Regions from separate parts of the Mus musculus genome. Here region 2 is linked to region 1. The links are chromatin contacts, called in public HiChIP or PLAC-seq maps. All regions are on one chromosome and are shown on one strand. Each heading gives the region's core, a stretch centred on a gene start, on an enhancer-like site or on the middle of the called end of the contact. The rest is flanking DNA. Distances are from core to core; before and after follow the strand shown.

What was found. HiChIP or PLAC-seq counts read pairs in DNA pulled down with a chosen protein or histone mark.
Region 2: an H3K27ac HiChIP or PLAC-seq map of heart atrium shows a contact between it and region 1, with 9 read pairs. The contact joins two enhancer-like sites. A contact is called at or near these places in 11 of 484 Hi-C or Micro-C datasets (the HL-1 cell line, cerebral cortex, cortical neurons and 5 more) and 3 of 115 datasets of contacts at active chromatin or transcription factors (cardiomyocytes, heart atrium and neural progenitor cells).

Annotation. Positions count from the first base shown.
Region 1 is chr3:85,360,488-85,366,721 of GRCm38.p6, reverse strand. No RefSeq gene overlaps it. Among named protein-coding and RNA genes, the nearest start is that of Gm31210, 21 kb to the right of the region's middle. Within about 2 kb of position 3,596, at least 15 of the 459 cell types and tissues checked have an H3K27ac peak or open chromatin away from gene starts, as enhancers often do. A contact at or near this core is called in heart atrium, where this site is marked.
Region 2 is chr3:85,550,682-85,556,915 of GRCm38.p6, reverse strand. It overlaps Gm3740. Among named protein-coding and RNA genes, the nearest start is that of Gatb, 20 kb to the left of the region's middle. Within about 2 kb of position 3,220, at least 32 of the 459 cell types and tissues checked have an H3K27ac peak or open chromatin away from gene starts, as enhancers often do. A contact at or near this core is called in heart atrium, where this site is marked.

The sequences.
Region 1 (6,234 bases), core at 2,347-4,846:
CACACACACACACACGAGTCTGCACAAACGTGTGTACATGTTCACACACTATTAGAATATTTATCAAAACAAATAATTTACTGTCTCAGTAACAAGGTTAAAAGATATTTTTGCTTATCAATTTGATAATTTTTAATTGTTTTGTTTTAATGCATTTTCTGGAATGTAGTACTCAGCATTTATGTTGTGCATGAACTTTTGTGGTTGTATTGAAATATGATTTCCCACTTCTTAAAAATGTTAGAACTGAACTAAGGTGGGCGAGCATTCTTGAGTAAGGCACAAAGACCATTCACAGGGTTCAAAGGTCAACTAGGAAGATAGCCGTGCAAGATGAAAAGAACAGGAGTAGAGTCAAAGAAGGATGTGGGGCATGAGGGACACAAGGTGACAGGAACTTGCAGTGTGGACTATCTTCAGGTCATAGAAAGGGATGTGGGTGAGGTCAGTGTTTCTATAGTGACAAAACCAATTCAATAATAATAGCAGCCCAATGATTACACAGTCTGTGAAGGGAACACTGAAGAGGGTGCTGAGGTCTTGAAGGGCCACTGATTCTCCTGTGTGCGATGGATGTGTTTGATGGTGAAACAAACAGAACCCGTGTGAAGAGTCGTGTTTCTGGGGCTTGGGAGATGGCTCGTGGTTAAGAACACTCACTGCCCTTGTGAAGGACCTGGATTCTGCTCCCAGCATCCAGATGATAGCTCACAACCATTTGAATTTCAGTTCTAGAGCTTCGGACATCCTCTTCTGGCCTCTGAGTGCACAAAACAAACACATGGTGCACATATATGCAGGTATGAACAAAATACTCATACACATAAAATAAACAAATATTTTTTAAAAGTTAAAACAACAGCAAAAGGATCAGGTTTCCACTGGGGCAAAAGGGCTAAACCAAATGAAATTGCCAGAGGTCATTGCCAGGCCTTCAGCTTAGCTAGCCAGGGACACCCACTGGTGTGTGAGCCACAGTTCTCTTGTTAGGTATGGAATTCACAGTTCTCTGATGGAGACAGACTTGTGGCCAAACTCTAGGCAGGCCATCCCCAGCACTCCAGGGGAGGTGGGTGTGGTCCTCAGCTTTTCAAGATTATTCTGCCAGGTTTGTCTGAAGGTGTTTGTTAAAGAGCTATCAAATGTAACCTTACTATGAAATTCAGATTACAGAGAACATTGTAATAGTTCCTTCTGGAATGAAAGATGAAATGTACTAACTGAGTCCTGCAGATGAGAGAGCTAAATGATCTTTGAAAGAGAGATAGAAAAAACAACCCCACCAAAGAAACCAAACAAAAACAAAACAAAACAAATTCTTGTTACTTAATGTAATAAAGATACTTGCATCATTTTGGGAAAATTGGAAAAGTACCAGAAAAGAAGTCAAAATAACAGCAGTAACAAAAAAAATATTTTTTTTTGATGAAGAATTAAAAATCTCTGCTCCTTGGTATCTAACCCCAATCCTAAATTAAGCACAGTGCTTACACTTGGGGGAAAATATAGAACAGTTCTCCTTGAAAAGAATTCTTGGCAGCATACACCACCAGGGTGATTGGCTATGGCGACTCCAGCGTGTTTGTTTATTTGTGTCTAAAATCTTTAGTGCCTTGCAAGTGGGCCCTGTTGCCCACACTTCCAGTTTCGATTGACAGCCCTGAGAGTTGCTCCATTCACAGCCATCAAAGACATATTCCTTCAAGCTTAGCATAATCCTTTTTGAAGGGCTGCAACAGCCAGTGTTATACTTGAGGAAGAATTTTCAGCCGTGGAGGAAGGAGATCAAAGGGGTTTTCTGTGATTGTTTTTCTTTTTTGGATAAAAATTCATTTGACAAGAAAATTAAATTGACCAGAATGTAATAGCCTCCTCTCTTTCTTACTCATTTAGTCAACCAGTCAGTGAAGGCCAACTGAAGGCATTCTGTGCCAGGCTCAGTGCTGGCTAAGGAGTGATGAAAGCCTGGTTTCAACCCTCAGGGACTTCAAAATCTAACTAGATGCACCTACCTATGAGAGTCTAGTGACATGTGCACTGATACTAAAGACGTCATATGGAGCTGGTCTTGGCCATTTCCCCAAATGCAGATTTTTCCCTTGTCCTGCAAGGTCTCTGCTGCCATCATCTTACTGGGGATGAATTTCCTCTAAAGCCAGGGAGATGACCTTCTCCTGCCCCTCCTGCCTCATTCCACCACTCTGCCCCACATCAGTCTGCTATGTAGGCCTCGGGTTCTGTAGAACTCGGGTTCTGGCTTTGGATTTGATTTAGCCAGTTCAGGGTGGTAGGAGGCAAATGAGAGGCGGGACAGTGGGTTTGTGGTGGTGTGTGTGCCCCCTCTTCCTGTCTCATCACTTGTGACCATTTGACTAAAGAATGCTCCCCCACTTCTCCCCCCACCCCCCGTAGGCTTATGTATGCTTGAATGCTTGGTCCTCAGCTAGTGGAACTGTTTGGGAAGAATCAAAGGGCGTGGCCTTGTTGGAGAAGGTGTGTATTGTTGGAGGAGTAGGTCACTGAGTCAGTGGGGTGGGCTTTGTGGTTTTAAAAGCCCAGATTGGACCCAGTTTCTCTCTGTGTCTCTCTGTCTGTCTGTCTGTCTGTCTGTCTGTCTCTCTCTCTGCTGCTGCTGATCAGGACATAGCTCTCAGCTAATGCTCCAATGCCATGCCTACCTGCTGCTACCATGCTTCGTGTCTTGATGGTCATGGACTCATCCTCTGAAACTGGAAGCAAGTCCCCAGTTGAATGCTTTCTTTTTTATAAGTTTCCTTAATGGTGACGTTTCACTGCGGCAATAGTGACCCTAAGACATCACCCTAGGAAAACAGCAGTGGGAACTGACTTCCACACAATATCCTCTCTGCCCCAGGAGGCATAGCAGCTCACTGGTGTTTGTCAGGTCACTTCACTGTCTCCTTCAGTTTCCTAAATACAACTTGCACTTTGTGGGATTTTTGTTTGTTTGTTTTGCTTCATTGATTTCCGTGGGGCTGGAGATGGAACCCGGGGCTTTGTGCATGCTAGGTAAGCACCCTCAGCCCAGGCCTTTGTGAATGGCCCCACTACGACACACTCACCCAGCTTGATGGGCTACTTACCTCATGTCTTCCTCACACAAAGGGGCAAAGGCCTTCTTCATTAAAGGAAGCAACACAGGATCCATTTTTGACTAGTTCTGAGGCCAAAAATGATGGAACACCCAGGAAGCCTTGAAGTAAATCTTCTTGCTTATTGTGGCAGTTCAGCAGGTCACAGATTTTAAAGCCCTCCTGTCTGGTTTATTTTACCAACTGGGAAACTATTTCCTTGCCGCTTCTATCTCAGGGCCCAGTTCCCAGCATCCACCCAGCCCTGTCCACACAGGCCGGAACAGTGGCCTCCCATCTTTTGTTTTGTCTGGGATGGGTTCCTGCCACAGGCTGGGCCATCAAGCATGAGGGACTGTGTCTCACTGGTTTCTAACAGGACTAAGCCTTGTGTCTGTTCCCCAACTGAGGTGCACATGTCCGCTCTCTCTGCAGCTGAAACCCTGTAAGCCATCTCGCACTCAGGAATTCTGAAGCACATGATTAGCTGTCCTTAGCAGGGTTCAGTGGCTGAGATCTAGCTACTGCCACAGGCTACCAGAGCCAACTGCTGGTGCTCTTGGAACAGTGCCTAGATACAGTCTCTGCTTTGCGTTTAGTATAGATCGTGTGTTGTGACCAGTGTATAAGCAGACAGGCCGCATGGGCTAACGCCAGCTCACGAAGTAGAGTTGCTGCATGTATAGACTGTCCTCAGGGCTGCTCCAGGTACTCTCTCAGGAGGCTGGGTCCATATTACATTCAGAAAGTAGAAACGAATGGATGAGTTAGACTGTTGATAACAAGAGGAGAGAGTGTAGCAGCTATCAAGCCTTAGCTTCAACTCTGTGCGTTCTTCTCTTCTTTACCTTTGAATACATACCTACCACACTCCTCCCCATTTAAAGACTGTGTTCCTTCCCTCGATGAACACCGTGCTGGTTAGTTGTTTTGTTCTGTTTCATTTTAATCAACATGACATAAGTCAGGGTTTATCTGGGAAGAGGGACTCTCCATTGAGAAAATGTCACCATCAGATTGACCCCCTAGGCAAGCCTGCTGGGCATTTTCTTGATTAATGACTGATGTGGGAAGGCAGCGGTCCCTCTGGGTAAGTGGTCCTATGGTGTATGAGAAAACAGGCTGAGCAACTCACGGGAAACAAGTCAGTAAGCAGCCCTCCTCCATGGGCCAGCCTGGACTGGAACCATAGGCTGACACAAACCCTCCCCTCCCCACACTGCTTTTGGTCAGGGTTTTATCACAGAAATAGAATGCCAACTAGGACAAACACAGAAAGCATTTACGTTTTCACTAATGACATCCAAGGACCCGGATCTACTACAATTTTAAAGTTAACATTTACTTCTAAAGACCATAGATCTAAAACCATCCAAACTCACTTCCAGGTCTCACGGTTTGGATTGTGAGACACATTCAGCGTTTTGACCATCCCTGTATAATGAGGATATTTCTATCGTCGCATGAACTATGCGAACTGACCCTGATGTACTGAGAGGGAATTAACAAATTCTCTTGAACAAAATCGCTGATTCCACAGCATTAGTGACAATTTGCTGTCCAATTAGCAGATGCTAAAGTTTTATCGAATGAATCACTTGGGAAAGTTTTGTGTACTGTCGGGGTGGTATAAAATGGATCTTAAATGTTTCCCACAGGCCTGTGTGATGACAGCTCCGTCTCTGGTCCATGGTACTATTGGGAAGGGCTGGAACCTTGAGCCTACTGGGAGAACTTGGGTCATTGGAGGGTAGTCCCTTGAAAGGACTGCAGGACTGTCTTCCCTGCATCTCACTTGCTTCTTTGCAGCCATGACATAAGCAACTTGATTAAAACATAAGCTCTTGCCATGATATCCTGCCTTGTCATGGACCCTAAATGGGGCCAAGTACATACATATATGAAACCTCTCAATCATGATTTATAATAATCCCTTTATGCTTCCGTTATTTATCTCACTGTTTGTTACAGTAACAAAAAGCCAAGCAACCCATGGGTATGCTTTTCTCTCTCATTCTGTATTTACTAGTTTTCCCATTTATTTATTTATTTATTTATTCGCGTTACATACAGATCTTAGCCCTGCCTCTCCTCCCAGACCCCCATGACCTCCTCCCCCATGTTACTTTATTTTTAAAGTTGAAGACAAAAGGTAAGTATATGAAGGACTGCGGAGATGGATCAGTTGGTAAAGCACTCTCCATGCAAGCACAGGACCTGAGTTTGGTCCTCAGCATCCATGTAAAAGCCAAGTGTGGCTGTGGGAATCTGCAATCCCAGCAAGATAGAAGTGGAGACCCGAGGCTTCCTGGGGCTTTCTGGCCAGCCCTTCTGAATCAGTGAGCTCCAGGTTTAAGAAAGACTCTGTCTCCAAGGGGGGGGGGGCATTTGTGGGAGATGCCCAACATTGACCTATAGCCTCCACATGCACCTGTACTCTGTACCTACATTCTAACACACACACACACACACACACACACACACACACATACACACACACAGGGCTGCCTGTCCATCAGTTCCGAAGTTGAGTATGTAACAATGCTAGATAGTAGTCTGAAGAGTTCACAGGCTATTAAAAACATTAACATGGTGTTACAGCATTCCCCTGGGATAGAAATAATTGCCTTATAAGTGGGAAACTGTCCTCAGAGTGAACATGTCAGAAGTGTCCAACTGGAAGCAAGAAGAGACAGAGAGAGAAACACGACTCCTGATTTGGATTGCACTACTTTAATCGCTAAGCTGCACTCAGGTTACGCTAAAGAGATATAATGGCACATTTGACGGGCGCCTTCACATCTAGATCAGATAGGAGCCCTCACAGTCCCGAGTCGAGTCTTTCTTCCTTTCTGCCGAGGATGTCACTCAAAATCTCTGCTCTTGTCTCTTCCCCATTGGCTGCTCCCACAGTTCAGAGTCAGCTCCAATCCTAGGGAGGCTCAACACTCTCCTCAGATGAACCTTGCTCTACAGAGAACACCTGTGTACGACCAGCGTGGGAATGGTTGAAGTTGCGTTCCAAAGGCACCACGGCCCTCGCACTGAGTAAAGGAACACTGGGGGAAACACTTTTGAGCGGCAGAACACCCCCTTTTTGTAAAGTAAACAATATGAACCCAGATAAAGCCTCCAATTTACC
Region 2 (6,234 bases), core at 1,971-4,470, 190 kb before region 1:
TGAACTCCTTGTTTTTGCTTTTGATCAAAGGAAACAAAATAAGGCAAGAATCAGGTGAGATTAAGAGAAACAGTGGAAAGGAAGCAGCTCTAGGCAGTGGGGTGGAGCCAAAGGCTTCAGGCAGTGTGATGGCTGACAGGCAGGATTTGTACCCTGATACTGAGACCTACTGGGTGTCTTAGTCAGGGTTTCTATTCCTGTACAAACATCATGACCAAGAAGCAAGTTGAGGAGGAAAGGGTTTATTCAGCTTACACTTCCACATTGCTGTTCATCACCAAAGGAAGTCAGGACTGGAACTCAAGCAGGTCAGGAAGCAGGAGCTGATGCAGAGGCCGTGGAGGGATGTTCTTTACTGGCATGCTTCCTCTGCCTTACTCACCTTGCTTTCTTATAGAACCCAAGACTACCCACCCCAGGGATGGCACCACCCACAACGGGCCCTCCCCACGCCCCTTGATCACTAATTGAGAAAATGCCTTACAGCTGGATCTCATGGAGCCATTTCCTCACCTGAAGCTCCCTTCTCTGTGATAACTCCAGCTTGTGTTAAGTTGACTCACAAAACCAGCCAGTACACTGGGCCATCTATAAATGTCCTTGTCTGCAATGGGGAAAGTAATATCTATTATCAGTGTTTCTATAAGAAATAGACTTATTGGTCTAGGGAAATGAGTCAATAGGTAAAAATGCTTACTTAGACATACAAACCTGAGATCAAACTGAGAGCACTCAGGAGAAAGCCAGATGTGATGACGCAGGCCTGTGATCCCAGCACTGCGGAGGGAGAGGCAGACAGATCCCTGGGATTACAGACAGCCAATCCAGCCAAATCAGTGAACTCCAGGTTCAGTGAGAGGCTCTACCTCCAAAAAAAAAAAAAAAAAAAAAAAAAAAAGGTGAATAATTGAGGAAGACACAATGCTGACCTTTCACTCCACCTGCACACAGATGAACACACACACACACTCCACAAGTCTAAAAATAAAAGATACTTACAGGGATAAAAATAAGTTTTGTCGCACAGTCAGCATTCAACAGATGGTAGTAATGATGAGTGGTTAGGGCTTGTGTCTCCAGAGCTGCCTGTCTAGGTTCTACCTCATGCTATCATTTATGAGCCATGTGATTCAAAAGCAAATCACTCAAACCCTCTGGGCTTGTCTCTTCTGTAAGATGCTATAGTAACAGTAGCCACCTTAGAGGACAGTTATGAATTCTAAATATGTCACCCAATAGAGAAATGTGTAGAATTGAGCCCTGGTGCATCAGCACTGCTCAATAAACATCAGTTTATTGTTATTAGCTATAAGACAACAAGGCAGCTATTCCAATCATGCATCAAGTTTTCATTTGGGGTACAAATAAAGCTGCAATCTAATCTTTGTCCTCTGTGTCTGTTTGGACGTCTATAACAAAGTATCTTAGACTAGGTAGTTTATAAACAAGATAACTATTATTCATAGCTCTAGAACCTTGGAAGTCCAGGACTATGGTACCAGTAGATCTAGTGACTGGAGAGGGGCAGTTTCTCACCAATGGTGCCTTCTATGACTTCTCAAAATATAGAAAGGCAGGTGAGTTCCCCAGGCCTCTTTAATACAGGGAATGACCACCTTTAAGTGATCAGAATTCTCATGACCTCTAGTAATCTCTCCTAACTGCTCATAATCTCTTAGCAGAGATTAGACTTCATTTTATTTAGGGTAAGGGAACACAGATAATGAAACCATAGCATGTATTCAATAGGTTTGTGCATAATAACAACACAGATTATCTTTCCTGATAACAGGTGGCTCATTAGCTAAAAGACCTCCAGTCCCAAGACCATAGGTGTTATGAAGGGGGAACCTTTGGTGGCCCATGCTGAGATGTGCCCCTGAGCAACAGACCTGGTGTAAAAGAGGTCTATAGGAGGAGGGGGAGGGGAGAGGACCTGGGGAAGGGATAGAGGCAGGCAAGTGAGAATATAGACAGGCAGATAGACGGGAACAGAGCCATGAGGACAGAGAAAGGGGACAGAGAGAGGGGCACACCCTAAGAACAAGAGAGGGAACACCAAGGACACACAGAGAGATAGAGTGGCAGCACACACCTGTCACACCTGGCAGTGGCCTCAGGTCATGGTGCTTAAGCTAGGTTCCTGAGGTCAGGCCAATGGAATCACCTATATGCTGCTAACAATAGATCTTTAAGCCAGGAGTAACGGGGCATTTGAAGACATTCTGTGCTTTGGTAGCTAGTTTTATGTCAACCTATCACAAGTAAAAGTCATCAGAGAGGGAGGAACCTAAGCTAAGAAAATGCATCTATAAGATTGGGCTGTAGGCAACCTTTAGAGCATTGTCTTAGTGATGGTGGAGTGCCCAGCCCAGCCCATTGTGAGTGGTGCCATCCCTCTGCTGGTGGTCCTGGGTACTAACTTCTGTCTTAATGTTCTATTTCTGTGAAGAGAAAGCATGAACGAGGCAACTCATAAAAGAATACACTTAATTGGGAACTTGCTTACAGGTTCAGAGAGGTAAACCCTCATCATCATGGTGAATGTGATGGCAGGCAGAGAGGCATGTGTTGGAGAAATAGCTGTGAGTGTACATCCTAACCTGGCAGTGGGGGTGGGAGGAGAGAAAAGCCTATGGGAGGGCATTCTCATTCAAACCACCACAGACTCAGAAACCATCACCTTACCACTAGCTGTAAAAATGAGTATGTACAACAGATATTGAACTTTGAAGTCACCCTGTCTTCAAACCAGGTACCTACTCCCACCCAATACCCAGAGTTATCTAGAGGCACCTGCTAAGCGTCTCAGCAGCCCGAACTCTACCCCATCTTAGGATCAGCACGCAGCTGCTGTACCTCAGGACTGGCAGCTTTAGATCCTAGCATGGTTCCCAGAGACTGAGAGGGCAGCAGTGCCCACACACTCTGTGACTAATTTTTGAAAGAATAACCTACTAATCAGCGTGGGAGGGAGCAGAACAGCGAATGTGCCTGTCTTCATATGGTATCACACATCATGTAATACAAATGTACTATCTAATTCAGCATGGTTTCTTCCCTCCCACACTCTCCCTGCGATGGCTTAGTGTTTATTTCTCTTCTGAGAACTTCTCAAAGGTGTGGACTAATTTTCACCACTGGCTATATGTGGATTGGATAGATGAACACACTCATCCATTCAACGCGTATTTGCTGAGTCATAAGCATCACTGTGGAGTTGTAGGAGAGCTTGAGACAGACGTGCCCTGTGATCCCACGGGGCTCCCTGTTTAGGAATGAGACAACAGACAGCTTCCAATAAGAAGCTGAATAAGGAGATCCCAGAGAGCAAGTGTGATAAACCCTCAGGAGCCTACTGAGGCAAATGTCTGTGGCACTTCCCTGTAAGGACAAAGCAGTGTGTCCTGTGTCCCCGAGTTTCATCTCTGTGCAGAAGGTCCCTACAGAGGAAAGGAGGGATCCAGACTGACCTGAAATGACCCAGTCCTCCCCCAACGCTCGAGCAGCAGCATGGCTTAACTGCATTAGTGTGTCCTGCCATTGTCTGGAGGTGACAAGACGTGGCCTCTCTAACCGATGGGTTTACAGGAGTATCCCAGCCAGTCTCTGCCCTGTGACTGTAAGTTTAAAGATACGAATCTCAGATTGTTTGAAGTTAAAAAAAAATCTCCATTCTTCTATTCCCTTTCTTTTCTTTCACTTTCTACACTAAGTAAGAAAGTGCCTCTTCCAGAAATGACCTGTATGAGCCCATCTTTCCCTGTAAGGAGAAAAATGAAAGCTGCCACTGCCTGAGTCCTGACAGTGGAAAGCCTGTTGTATTTGTAAAACATATGTATATGCAGGGAAATTATTTTTTTAAAAAGAATATATAATAAATGTATTTTGACTGCTTTATGTGCCTAAGTAATAAAAGAAAAACAAACTTAATTGATCTAAACCAAATGTGCCCCTTGATGCATGTAGAAACTCCCATGGAGATAATGGAAGGTTGTGTTTGGATTTCAGCATCATGTGTGTTATCCAAAGGCAGAGACTGGTATTTAGTACACGTGAATGTGTTCTGCATCCATATATTAGGTTTTTGTGTATGCCTGTGATTTCTGTATTTCTACTGATAGCCTGGGATGGAGAGGAGTGTTGAGAGCTGAGCTGACTGGCAGAAGCCATGTGAGTAGAGTAGAGGGCTAGGAGCATTTGTGCTCTCATTTCTCCTTGGTAAAAGGTCTCCGTGAGTATGCTTGGAAAAACATTTTAGGAATTTCCATGGTGGTGATAACTTCTAGTTCTCTGTGATTGTACCATGTGGGGCTGAAAAGGGGCAAATAGCAAATGCCCTTTGCTTCTCTGCTTAGCTTTGTTTATGAGCCTTGTTCTGTAGACATATGAGCTAAAGTAGGAGCAGAAATAATGAAGGTATGATAATAACTTTCTCACCAATATGATCAAATGCCTGGCTCAAAGGAGGAAGGCTTTACCTTGGTGTAAAGTGCCCCAGTCCTCTATGATGGGAAGGGCACAGCAAAGCAGAAATGCTTGGAGTGTAGAGTGTGGGGTGTTATATTTATATCATGAGAGATAAGAAGTAAGAGAGAGTGGATGGGATCAGGGACTTTCAAAGTAATGCCCCTGCCTAGTGACCTGCGTCTTCCAGGTAGGGCCTACCTCCTTAAGTTTACATCATCTCTCTAAAATAATGTCATCGGGTATAAGCCACGCATTCAGCACATGAGCCCGTGGGTAACACATTATATAACCATCTTCCTCATCTGTAAAACCAAGGTTCAGAATCCAAGAGAGGGAAGCACAGACACTGGGGACTGGGGGAGGGCGCCCCTTCAAACTTGTACTAAGTCTAATTTTGTCAAGTGAAATGATCAAAACAAATTACATATTTATTCTAGGCACCCATGGAAATGGTGAGGGCAAATTATTCCAACGCAATTACTCTTCAGAAAAGAGTTATTATTCAATTTCTACTCTTGCTCTTAATACTTCACTTATATTTATATCCCTAATGCTATCAGGACACATTAATCCAAGCAAGACACCAGCCAAGAATCTCAGCTATCATTTATATTTGGTATGCTTTTCTACATGCATTTACAACACCAATTAAAGCACATACATGCAGACAGACAGACAAACAGACCCACAATCACATGCTCCTCCCTCACCCACAGCAGAGCCATTTGTGACAGGCTAATTCCTAGTAGATTCTCAGTGGATTGGTTTCACAGCTTAGCTATTCATCGTCAGACAGGGAGTCTGTGTTCTCCCACCCCCGACCCCATGCACTTCCAGTTTGCAGAATGGTGCCAGACTGGCATCTTGTCTTGTGACTTGATAACAGATTCCATTAATAGTGCATCCAGTGGCCCTGACATCCAGTCCTGCTCAGCTGGGGGCATCTGGCAATTAGTGCCAGCCTGGAGAACTGCAAGGGCTGTGGAGCCAGTGCCAGGTCATACATAGAGGCTGACTGTGGTCCACAACCTCTGTATGCACAAGGAATTGCAAAAAGGGAGCTTTGAAATGAAATGAAAAAAAAAAGCTGAGGGAAGATATTGGGTCCAGACCTTCTTCATATTTGCCATCCCACTTTGTGAACTCTGCGGTGAAACAAAACTACCACTGTATCTCTAGGCTGGGCTGAAGCCTAGTTCAGTGGTCTATTTATTCCCCAGCACATGGCTGGGGCCCGGTGATTGTCATTATCATTATTAATGATGGTAATCATTGACAACATGGTAAACAACTTGAAAAGATCTAGCTTCCTGAAGGGGAAAAAAATGTAAGTCACTGTAAGAATGACTCTTTTACATGGGAATAAATAGCACATTTGTGTCTTGGTACTTTAAATTATGTCTTTGCTTGCCGAGGCTGGAGGGCATAGGGCTCAGTTTTAAACTCCAATAAATGAACAAATGGATTAGCGTTAGGCAAAGGGTGCATGTTGATCAAAACCAGCCATTTGGACTTTGGGTCCCTAATTACACATAGCCTTCCCACTTTCTGCCCCTGGTCATTCATTTCTGAATCTGCAGAGCTAGCCCTCCCCAGAAGAGGAGAGAATCACTTGCTAGTGCTGGGATTTTAGGTCATGGCAACTAAAATAGCTTTTTCTGCACAAAATCCCCCTCGCTAAAGCTGAAAATGTAAATATAAGGAAAGCAGGGGCAGAGAGGATCTGGAAACCCTTGACCCACCAGCCAGCTTTGCACACTCCAA